Linked DNA regions of Zea mays: regions 1 and 3 are each linked to region 2. The links are chromatin contacts, called in public Hi-C maps. All regions are on one chromosome and are shown on one strand. Each heading gives the region's core, a stretch centred on a gene start, on an enhancer-like site or on the middle of the called end of the contact. The rest is flanking DNA. Distances are from core to core; before and after follow the strand shown.

Evidence for each region. Hi-C and Micro-C count contacts between places; a contact is called where the count stands out from the background.
Region 1: a Hi-C map of leaf shows a contact between it and region 2, with 2.5 times the contacts expected there. The contact joins the promoter of LOC103632344 here to the promoter of LOC100276564 in region 2. A contact is called at or near these places in 3 of 25 Hi-C or Micro-C datasets (leaf and tassel).
Region 3: a Hi-C map of ear shows a contact between it and region 2, with 2.2 times the contacts expected there. The contact joins the promoter of LOC103632345 here to the promoter of LOC100276564 in region 2. A contact is called at or near these places in 2 of 25 Hi-C or Micro-C datasets (bundle sheath and ear).

The regions. Positions count from the first base shown.
Region 1 is chr7:49,116,177-49,119,930 of Zm-B73-REFERENCE-NAM-5.0, forward strand. It overlaps LOC103632344 (kinesin-like protein KIN-4A), which reads right to left and starts at 1,438. Exons shown (of 25, transcript XM_008654154.3): 1 at 398-1,438. The coding sequence starts at 520.
Region 2 is chr7:48,567,876-48,571,332 of Zm-B73-REFERENCE-NAM-5.0, forward strand. It overlaps LOC100276564, which reads right to left and starts at 1,482. Exons shown (of 8, transcript NM_001363614.2): 1 at 1,286-1,482; 2 at 472-897; 3 at 160-296. The coding sequence starts at 786.
Region 3 is chr7:49,220,715-49,224,107 of Zm-B73-REFERENCE-NAM-5.0, forward strand. It overlaps LOC103632345 (ubiquitin family protein), which reads left to right and starts at 1,806. Exons shown (of 7, transcript XM_008654156.4): 1 at 1,806-2,017; 2 at 2,095-2,227; 3 at 2,442-2,527; 4 at 2,620-2,698; 5 at 2,784-2,893; 6 at 3,180-3,244. The coding sequence starts at 1,916.

The DNA of each region.
Region 1 (3,754 bases), core at 188-2,687, 550 kb after region 2:
GCACACACACGGAGAGAGATCTGGATTGTTTCGACATGGTCAATTTATCTCTGCTCTGCTGTACCTGTACTCTTGTTGGCGAAACAGACTCTCAGCGGTGCAAGATAGAATAGAATACAGAGAAGAAGAAGAAGAAGAAGAAGAAGAAACACCCTGAAAATCTGCATGCAGTGTCAAAATGCCTCTGAAAATTGTACTAGAAAACATGGGGAAATAGCAGGACAGGCAGACTTCTAAAAATATTGTTTGGCAGGGGTCAATCCAGAGTCTGAATTGTGTATCCGAGATGTAAACAAGGCACACGCAGGAGGGCGGGAAACACAGGTTCAGAAACATCCGAAGATTCATGCCCGGCCCACTCCCCAGCGAAGAAGCAAAGAAGTCGCAGAATCGATACCTGCGGCTTGCCCGGCACGACGGCGACGCAGTCCTTACAGCCCTGCAGCTTCTCGTCGCCGATGAGGGGGCGCGCGTGGACCGCCACCTTGACGCAGCAATCCTCGCCGTGCTCCATGGTCATCGCGCCCACCGGACGACCATACAACTAGCAACCACTTTCTATCTCTCTCTGTCTCTCTCTCTCTCTTTTCTCAATGCAAGCAGCAACAAGAACAGGGAGGGCAATAAGACAGACAAACAGACAGGGGGAGGAAGGATAGAAAGAAGAGAAGTGAAGCAAAAGACTAAAGCAGGCAGCAGCAGATGGTGATAGCGAGTAACAGCAGCCACCACCACCACCACCGATGGATGGACGGGTCTGATGGGTTGACGGATGGATCAATCCTCCTCCTCCGCCTGCCACACCATCATGGTTCCTTTCCTTGGGTTACACTTCAATTCCCCCCCTCCCCTCCCCTGTCTCTGTTCGTTCGTGCGAGGTAGATAGAGATGGATTCAGGTGGAGATGTTGGTAGTAGCGTCAGGCGGAGTCTCGGCCGAAGCAAGGAGCGAGGAAAACTTGACCGTCACTTCTGCAACTACCACCACCGCCGCGCGCCCTGCCCTGCCCTGCCCTGCCGCCGATCCAGTCCAACCGCAACCGCGGCTAGCTGCAATTGAGTGAGCGAGCTGTGGCTACAAATGCTGCTTGCCACTCCTGCTGCTCGGATCTTGCTGCCCTGATTCCCCCTCCCCGCTGCGCTGGTGCTCTTAGTTGGGAAGGCGGGGGGTCCTTTGGGCCTGGTGTTTGGTGGTGGGTGGGAATGGAGACGGAGAGCGAGAGCGAGACGGAGGAGGACAAAGCAAGGCTAGGCTAGGTGTGGGAGATGAGTGTGTGCTGGTGAAGGATGGCCTGTGGGTGTGGGGGGTGCCCCTGCGGCCTGCCGCTCTCTTGGCTTGGAGTATTTTATTTCCTTTCCTCCTTTTTTTCCCGGCGAAGGTGAGTGAGTGAGTGGGCAGGGACGGGGAGCGAGCGAGAGAGCGAGTGATTAATCACTGCCTGCAGCTGCGGTGTTATTACCTTTCCACTGCTCGCTCGCTCGCTCGTCCGTCCGCCGCAACAAGGACGTGGCATCTTCTTGGTTGTTAGTGACCCAAGCACAATTGACCGAACTGACCTCTCTCTCTCTCGTCTTGAAAGTAAATCCTACCATCTGCTGATTTATCTTTTTCCGTACGGATCCCTATCAAGCGAGACGTAGTGCTAATTTTTTTTTATAAAAAAAATAATTATCGCGGGCAGGATTTCTATCAGGAAAACACATTTTCCCCATTTCATTCGCTGGTCGCCTTTTTCTCGCCTTATTAATCGAGAAATAATAGAAAGAGAAACCGGAACTGTTGCTCCGATTCAGTGCCTGTGAAGGCAGTCAGGAGCCAGAACATCAGAGCTGCCCACCTGCTCTCTGGTACTGGTAGTATATATATATAGTAAATGTAACGGACAATGGCAACGTGTAGTAGCTAGGGAAAACAACAGCGGGACAAGACAAGCTACGTACACGGTACGGCAGTGCACTGCATGTGGTGATGTGGAGCCAGGCATACTGTAACTGTAGCGCCACGTTGAGTTCTCATGCACTTTATACATACCGTAACGTATTTCCCATCCATAAACGTGACGCTGCCGCATCGTTGCCTAGTGGCTTCCACAAGACCACAAGAAATTAACTTGGGGGACCGAAAAGCATTGACTGGTGCCGTTGTTTCATGTAATAAGCTTTCCCCCTCGAATCGCTAACAAACGCTGTCCCCATCTCCTCCTCCTCCTCCCACCACCGCTACAAAAAAAAACGAACACGGGCCAACGACGCTATATATGACAGCACAGCACACACAGAACGTGGTCTAGAGTCAAGTCAGAACGGAGTAGTAAAGTAACAAGTACTCCTAATAAGTTGCAAGGCGCAAGAGTGTCGAGAGCATGCATGGCGACGTCGCCGTCACTCAGAGGACAGTAGATAGACGATGAAACAAACAACACTCCTAACTCCATCGATCGAAGCTGATGGGGCGTCAATTCTGCTATGCCATTAGGTTAGCAAGCAAGCAGAAACAGAGGAGGAGGAGGAGGAGGAGGAGGCGTACGCGTGAATGGCGTCTCAACAGGCCACATTCGGTTTGCGCGCGGGACGTCGCTGATGCCAACGCTCCACCTCCCCTCTAACAGCGACGTAATAATCCCGTAGTTTATGCGGGGGCAGGTGCCCCTCTCTCGCGCGCGCACACATGCACGTCACATTATCTGAGTATCATATTGTTTTGCACAAAGTGCTGGATCCCCTTTCACGTCTCGGTGGTTAGCCAGTCCCATGTGCCTTCCAGAACAATGTACTTGTTTGTTTTTTTATATATTTCACGGCTCGGTCTCTCTCTTTCTCTTTTTTTCTTATTTCATCCAAGGCTGGGCACAAGCTTGTTGGTGGGAGGTTTGGTTGTGGACTGCCAGTGCCACTGCCTAAAGTTAGCTGTACCAGAATACAGCAGCCTGCGCTGCAGCATGGGCTTGACCGACCGATCCGACCCACCTCTCTCTCGTGCAGCGCTTTGTTTCTTAACCCCCCTCTTTTTTTCGCCGCCTGTTGCTTTGCTCTTTCTTATATGGTTTCTTTAGTGAACCTAGGCATGGACATGGATAATATCATCTCTGAAATACGTTCCATGGAAGACCCCGCTATGCTACTAGTTGCTTTTGTGAAATCATATCGTTTCCAAGGGACGTGTAGTATGTGTATAGGATTTACTACAAGTTTCCTGGATAATGCATAACATCCGATCCAATCTTTTTAGTTACTCGCGCGTTTATTCGTGAGGCGGCAAAATAGATGTTCATCAGCTGTCCGAGTCCAGAATGGTGTGCAGTATGACATGAAAAAAAAAACACTGTTATTCATTATTTTACTTACCTATGCTTTCTTCTGGAATGATCGGCTAGCTAGGTCTATCATGGATTAGGATATATTCTGATTTTGTCTCATTGACAAATGATGACCATCATAGCGCCCGGATCCACTAGCTGGGAACGTAATTGTTTCTCAAAGTAGAGGAAATTTTGAACTACTCACTAACCCCTGTGTCAGCGACACACTGACTGACCGCAGTTTCGGGTTTAATAATAAGAAATAATAACTCTAGTGACCTAGATCATCTCTAAGAATACATATATGGCACTTTTGTGGGGGAAATTAATTGAGGATTTGATCCCTAGTGCAGTTACACTCCACTAATCTACATCTAGTACAATACTTTAAGAAGAGTGGCTTAAACTACAATTTGTTGGGTACAAATAGTACTTGACTATGTGTGCACGTGTCCA
Region 2 (3,457 bases), core at 232-2,731:
CAAGAATACCTGGCCCACATTTCATCCCTAGAACAAAGACAACCAGCTCACAACAAAATATAACCACAACAAAGGAAACAGTATGCACATCTACATGCATCTAAATCCATAGAATGCAAAATAAAAATGGGTCTACAGGAATCAAATCAGAGTACTTGCCAGCTAAGGAAAGGATTTCCAAAGTGATGATTTTGTCCCGTAAGCAACAATTTTACATTTTCTTCTGCATCAGTCTCGCTTGGAAGGAATTGTATGAGAAATTTTCTCTCGGCTTCTGTAAGAGATGTAGACCATGCCTACATCAAGGACAAGGTTTGTTGATGTATAGTTAACAGAATAGCATAAAATATCAGACTAACGCTACCAAAATAAAGAATTTAGCAAGTAAAGGCAATGGTAGAAAATAAAATGAAAACAGATCATGGTAAATAAACTCAGAAGTTAACATTGTAGGTAAGAAGCTAGGTATACCTCATAGGATAGCACACCTTTCAGGCTCTTAAGAGAGAAAATCTCTGGAGGAACATACATAACATCAGCAAGGCCTGAACAGTGTTTCTGGCTTTCCATGAAAGGGGCCAAGTCTGACCACAAAATTCCAACTTGTTCCTTCTCTGGCACAACTTTCCTCAGATATTGATCCCATTTAAGACTGATATGAGGCTTCAAACTTACTAGACAATGAGATGTGTCAAATTTTGCTTTCTTCCCTGGCCTGCACTGCTCTGAGTTGGTGCAATTTGTCTGCCGTTTATTTTGCTTGCTTGCTGTCATTCTACAGGTCATTTGGTCATTTAACTGGAAGACCGGAAACCCTTTACTTTTGAGTTTTGAATAACTTCCTATTCTTGCTTTAATCCTAATTTATTTCGGATGTTATAGAGAATCATGGAGCACCTAAAACAGGACATATATAGGTTAAATTTTCAGCTCAATATATAAGCACAATCTAATGGTGAAGCACCCTGAAAGATTGTTCCATCCAGCTCCACAAACCAAAGTAACTAGTCAAATCATAAAACTGAGTAACTGACAGTAGATAATCATCATAAGGCAAACAAAAAGAAGTAGAAGAAACTGTTGAAAGTGATTTGGAAGCATGTCGTCATTACTACTTTTCCTGCTTGTCACCCGGCGTCGTTTGAGGGAGGAGGGGATGGGCTCCTGAAGGTGTGTAGCTCGGCGGGAAAGACATGATTGAGGATAGGGCTCCTGGCAGCGTGCTGTGGAAGTCACGGAACAGAGGAGGATCCAAGGAGGTGATACGGAGATGATGGACTGTTACCTGTCGATGCGATTGATGAACAGAGCGGGAGTGCCAAGACATTGACGGTGGCGACGCCCTAGCTTCCGCCGTCAGATGCGTTGAAACCCTAGCTAATATTATGCGTTGTTGGGAGGAAAAGGCTGTGAAGACGGACGGAGCTTCTAGAGAGAGGAACGCACATCCGCTGGTCCCAGCCGCCGACGCTGCAGTCGCGGTAGCCGACGCTAGGCACGCGATGCCTATTGAGACCCTTCTAGAAAACGGTTGATTTTTTATAAACTGCACATGGCTAGAATTCTCTAGGCATCTACAACAGCCCGGGAGGCTGAGAAGAAATCTCGTCCGTTGATGGAACATCTTGCGCACATGTTTTTTTTGCCGACGTGGATGTACGGGTGCGCACGTTTGCGTCGCGCTCTATATATAGAATAGAATTTCAGACATAAAGACGGGAAACTAGAAACATTCAATTTAATCACATGGTTTGATCATTTTCTATTTTTCTAAATATATTATATCTCTAGATAGAACCTAGGGGTGTTATGGTGATATTGAATTATACATAATAAAAACGTTATATTTTTCAATACTACATGGATTTTCTAGATATACATGATTTTTATGAAGCAATATGCTTTGATATCATGCATTTTTCATCATACAACAATCCGTTCAGTGAATTCCAATTTTTATTTAAATAACTAGAATTTTAATCCACAAGTACAATTTAAATCATTAATCTGGTAATAAAATAAATTAAACTACAAATAATTAAAATATGAAAACAATATCACAAAACCAAAAGTATATTTTATAGCTCCTTTAACAGTTCACATGTCCTAACAAAATATACTTTAGGTAGCGTTTGGTTGAGCACTTATAATGGTAACGTTAATGTAATTAAATAAGAGTGGTATCTATTATCATGGAAATGAAAAGCGCCAATTGTTTGGATAAACCTGGTAACGTTTTCCATTTCCTTTACGTTGTTTGGATGGTCCTAGAGGTAATGAAGCCTAACAGCCGCACATAGGAGCAAACATGTGCTACTAGTAGAGCACATAGCAGCGAAATTGGGCAGCCGTACCGATCGAAGCCAACTTCAGCTGCACATAGCACACCATGTGAGAATTGAAGTTCAGTATGCCCTTAACTATGAAACTAATCAAGTGATAAATATGCACTCTCAAGTGATTGTGCTATGCATAATGAGAACCAAGAAATTAATCAAGTCGCTGGGATGTAAAACCCGAGAAAACAACAATCAAATGACATATGTAAAACCTGAGAAAACAACAATCACAAAGTAGCACTGTCATGTGAATGAAAACTACAGGTTACCTTGTGAAGATAAAACTTTGTAGTCCCTATGCGAACAATGATGTCGCTCACCAATTCAGATGTCGCAATACTGCAAGATTAAACAGATCTCATTAGTAGAGAAGTGGAAAACAACAAGATAACAAAAGAAAATTGATGCTTACAAATTGAAGTACAAACTTTGGATTATTATTCGAATCTGATTGTCTTATTGAGCAAAAGAACCTTTTTCTACAACAGTAAGCCAATATATGGAGGAAGTTGACATGAAACTCTAAATGAAGCATCCTAAAATAAGCTCCACCCTGAGTTTCTCTTGTATTCTATGCATATTAGTCAGCCACTAATGAGCGGTAAAAAACTGATGTGAGAATTCAAGTTCAGTATATGCCCTTAACTCTGAAAAACCGATGTGAGAATTTTGCAGGAAAAAACAGCACCAAATCTAGGCCATGTCAGCTCCAAATCTGTCAGCACCAACTCTGAAAAGCTGAGATTTGCAGCATTATTTAATTATTAAACCAAATAGGTGGCTGGCTGATTTGGAATGGTAAAATTGTCCTTTGATATTCGCTAGACACCCAAGCGGTTGCTCTTTAACTAACCATGTTTCTTAGGCAAATAAGCTACTTAAACCACGTGCTTAGGCACATGATTCTTTAATCTTTATTGTAGTATGGCTTCTTTTCTTCTGGACTCATGGGCAGAGCAAGTCTCTATGCTCTAGGCTCTTGCACAGTAAAATAGACGAGAAAGCAACCAACTAATGAGTAAATTACCTCAAGAACGGCACCTTATGAGTCGATTCAGTAAAGAATAGCACCAGACGATGACAAGCACGGGGTGGCGGGGCTCATCGCCGCCGCCGTG
Region 3 (3,393 bases), core at 556-3,055, 650 kb after region 2:
TTGAGTGCAGTCGAGTCAACACTCAAGTATGGTCTACAACCATCCCTAAAACCTGATATGCACGGCCCTAGGGCACAAAAAAACGGTTGAAATAGTATTTCCCATCCTCTACAACCACATCAATCTCTACAATGCTATCAGGTTCTATAGCTAGTACTGCCTCCCGCCAAGAGAATAGTAGCTTGAAGCTCTCCTCCCAACTGCCAAACAACTCTTTTAATGCCTTCTCCTTCCCCTTCCAAACTGTGTCGTAACCAATAGTGACATTGTGAACTCCTTGAAGTGTATCTTGCAATTCTTTAGCACCCATATGGGGTTTCTTCATAAGTAGTGGCAAAGCGTGAAAAGCTACCCATCCACAACTTGGTGTAGTCGTCTTCCTCCTTCCACTAGATGTGCAAGTATGCGAATCATGCAATACAGCAACCTGCAAAATTGTACAATTACAACTTCGAACACAAACAAAACCTAAATTCAAATGTATGAATTAACATACCACAATGGTCGGGAGTCCTTTCTTTTCCTCTCGTGCATAAATCCTCCAAGGGCAATCACCACCTTTACAATATCCGACATATCTGGTAGTGGAAGTTACATCGATTCCAAGCTCGAACTCGTGCTTTATGGCATATTGCCTCATAGCAATTCGAAATTATTTCATGTTAGGAAACAAACTACCAGGTTGCATTGACGGATTGATTTTATCATACATAACCCTCTTCTCATTTGGCAGGTAGTCTTCAAATGATTGGTCTATAGTATTGTCTCCAAAATTAATAGGCTCCGATTGATCCAAATTACTTGTATTTTCCTGTGACTTTCCCTCCTCATTGACGGCTGCATCTCTTGCATTTTCCTTTGTCGTTTCCCCCTCATTGAGTCCTAGATTACAATACATCTCCATCTCACTTGCAACATCACGTCTCCCTTCCTCCTCCCATAAATCACATAGTACCATAGATTCCTAATCTAACCTCGATTTGTCTTGTACCTTTTCATTTTCCTGGATGACAAGTCTCTATTAAGTGAATTCACATAATCATAACCTCACTATATTTTACTTAAATGAAGCACAACTAACCTCATTAACTTTATTTGCACCAAATGCAACTAACGGTAAGGAACTTGAACAAGGCGGTGGTGAAGACATCACGGGACCTGCCATTAATTCAACCAATAATTTACAAAATTAAAGGTTACATGTGCACGATTCATACCACAGCAAGGCACAAATATCTACCTGGATTTTCAGATATGCCTATGTTTGCATCATTGAACAGCTCTAAATCCACAATGCTCTATCCACTGCAAACAAAAACCGAGCTAGATCTTGTCAGTTCTGTTCAATTTGTAGTACATCATGGGGGGAGGAGACACGAATGGGGGGAGAGAAGTTGAATCAATCAAGAACAACAGAGACAAACTCACGGTGTCGGACAGGCGTGTGGGGAAGAAGCGGGGACCTTCATTCGGCCCCTAAACGGTGTCGGCTGCAGGGGTTGTAGCTCGGTCAGACAGGCGTCACCGGCGCCCTTCAATCTCTTCAATCGGCGGCTCTTCGTCGGAGGCTGCTGCGCCCGGCTAATGGAGGAGGAAGACGATTGAAGGACGCGACGGCAATGGAGGACAACTCACGGGCTCGACATCTCTACGGGCTCACGGCGACGGCGCAGGGGGACGGAACCCGGTGTCAATGAGAATAATACTGATCTAAACCTGTAAATGGTTTAGTCATATCTATTTTAGAGGGTTAGCTATGCCCAACTGTTTCATAAGGGAGAAACTCTCTCCTAGACCTCTATTTCGTCGAAGCCAAACCCTCGGTGTTTCATAATGACAAATTTCTCGCCCGCGAGGGGCCGGCCGAGTACCTGAGCTGATCACGAGTCTCTCAGCGAGTGCTGGAGAGCCCACTATGTCCGCCGCCGGCGGCGACCTGCCGGAGACTGTGGAGGTGACGCTGCGCGCCGTCGGCCCGTCCCGTCCAACCACCCTCCGCCTCCCTCCGCTTCTCTCGGTCGGTAAAACTACCACCCTCCTTTAACCTTCGTCTAGGCTGAGTCCCCTCCCTCATGTTGTAATCGTCTCTTATAGGTCGCCGAGCTGCGCGGCTGCATCGCGCGCGAACGCCGTCTAGCAGGCACGGAAGAAGTTCGACTCCGCTTGATCCTGCGGGGGAAGACGCTCCCGCACCAAGACGACAGCCATGTCACTCTCCGCGATGGGGGTGGGTGCCCTAAATCTGAACCCCTTATGTCTTCATTGGCGATGTGCGAGATATGTTCCTAACATCGCATACTGATTTATTTTCAGTAGTTTTGTCTTTTCGTCTATAAAATCCGTGCTGTCTGTTCAATTGAGTTTGTCATGATCCATTTACACGCAGTTCTGTTCATATGAGAGTTTATATATAGAAATATATATTTTCGTGATTTCTACAGATACTCTTATAGTCGCCGTGGCACCTAAGCCTCCTGTTAATCATCTTCTTGATGATGACGTTGAGGACGAAGAAGAGGATGAACTGGTACAATTTTCTTGCAGTACTTGCAAAAGCTTTGTAATGTTAGATATCTTTGTGTTCTTCATAAAAGTCCACCTCTCTTTCCATTTCTTTAGAAGTTCAGAATACCACAAACGACAACCTTGTGGAAGAGGAAATTTTTTATGTTTCTTCGAGACAAATTGAGATTGCCTGGTAATGTGCATGCATGGTGCTCATCTATTTTCTGGTAAAATGAAATGGCATTGTGCTGAATGTAATACCTATTCTACTTCTTCAGATATCATTTTGATGGCGCTGTTTTCTCTCAGTATGAAAGCATGGATTATCATTGCAATGTGGTTCCTATTGGCACCGATTGCTCAGAAGTACGACATTGGACCTTTATATGTAAGTAACTTCTTTAGTTATCAGAAACTCTAACCAATTTTTATCAGTGATGTACAGTATACTCATCCTGACAATGAAGTGCATGTAAGCATTTGAAACACATCTAGATAGTTATTGAAGAATTGAACATATCAATTTCGATCTCCATCCAAGGTTATACTGATATTTTGCTGAACCTTGATGCTACTATTATGTGTAGTAAAATTTTAGGGGCCGGAATGACCAAACTTAAGGATTTATTCAACGTTTCAGTTCATTGACAAACGCTACTGTTTGCTGTATTCAGATAATTGGTACTGGTTTCTTGATCATACTTATTAATCTCGGAAGACGACAGCAAGGTGATGTTAGGTATGTCATCTTATAACTTCAGTTTGTGTTATTGTTCTGTTGTTGACAGTTAAAGCCTTTTATTATGTTTTGACCAGCATTGCATTCTTTTGTACCATGCAATAAATTATGCTTACAACTCAATTGTTTAACATGGATATATGATATGT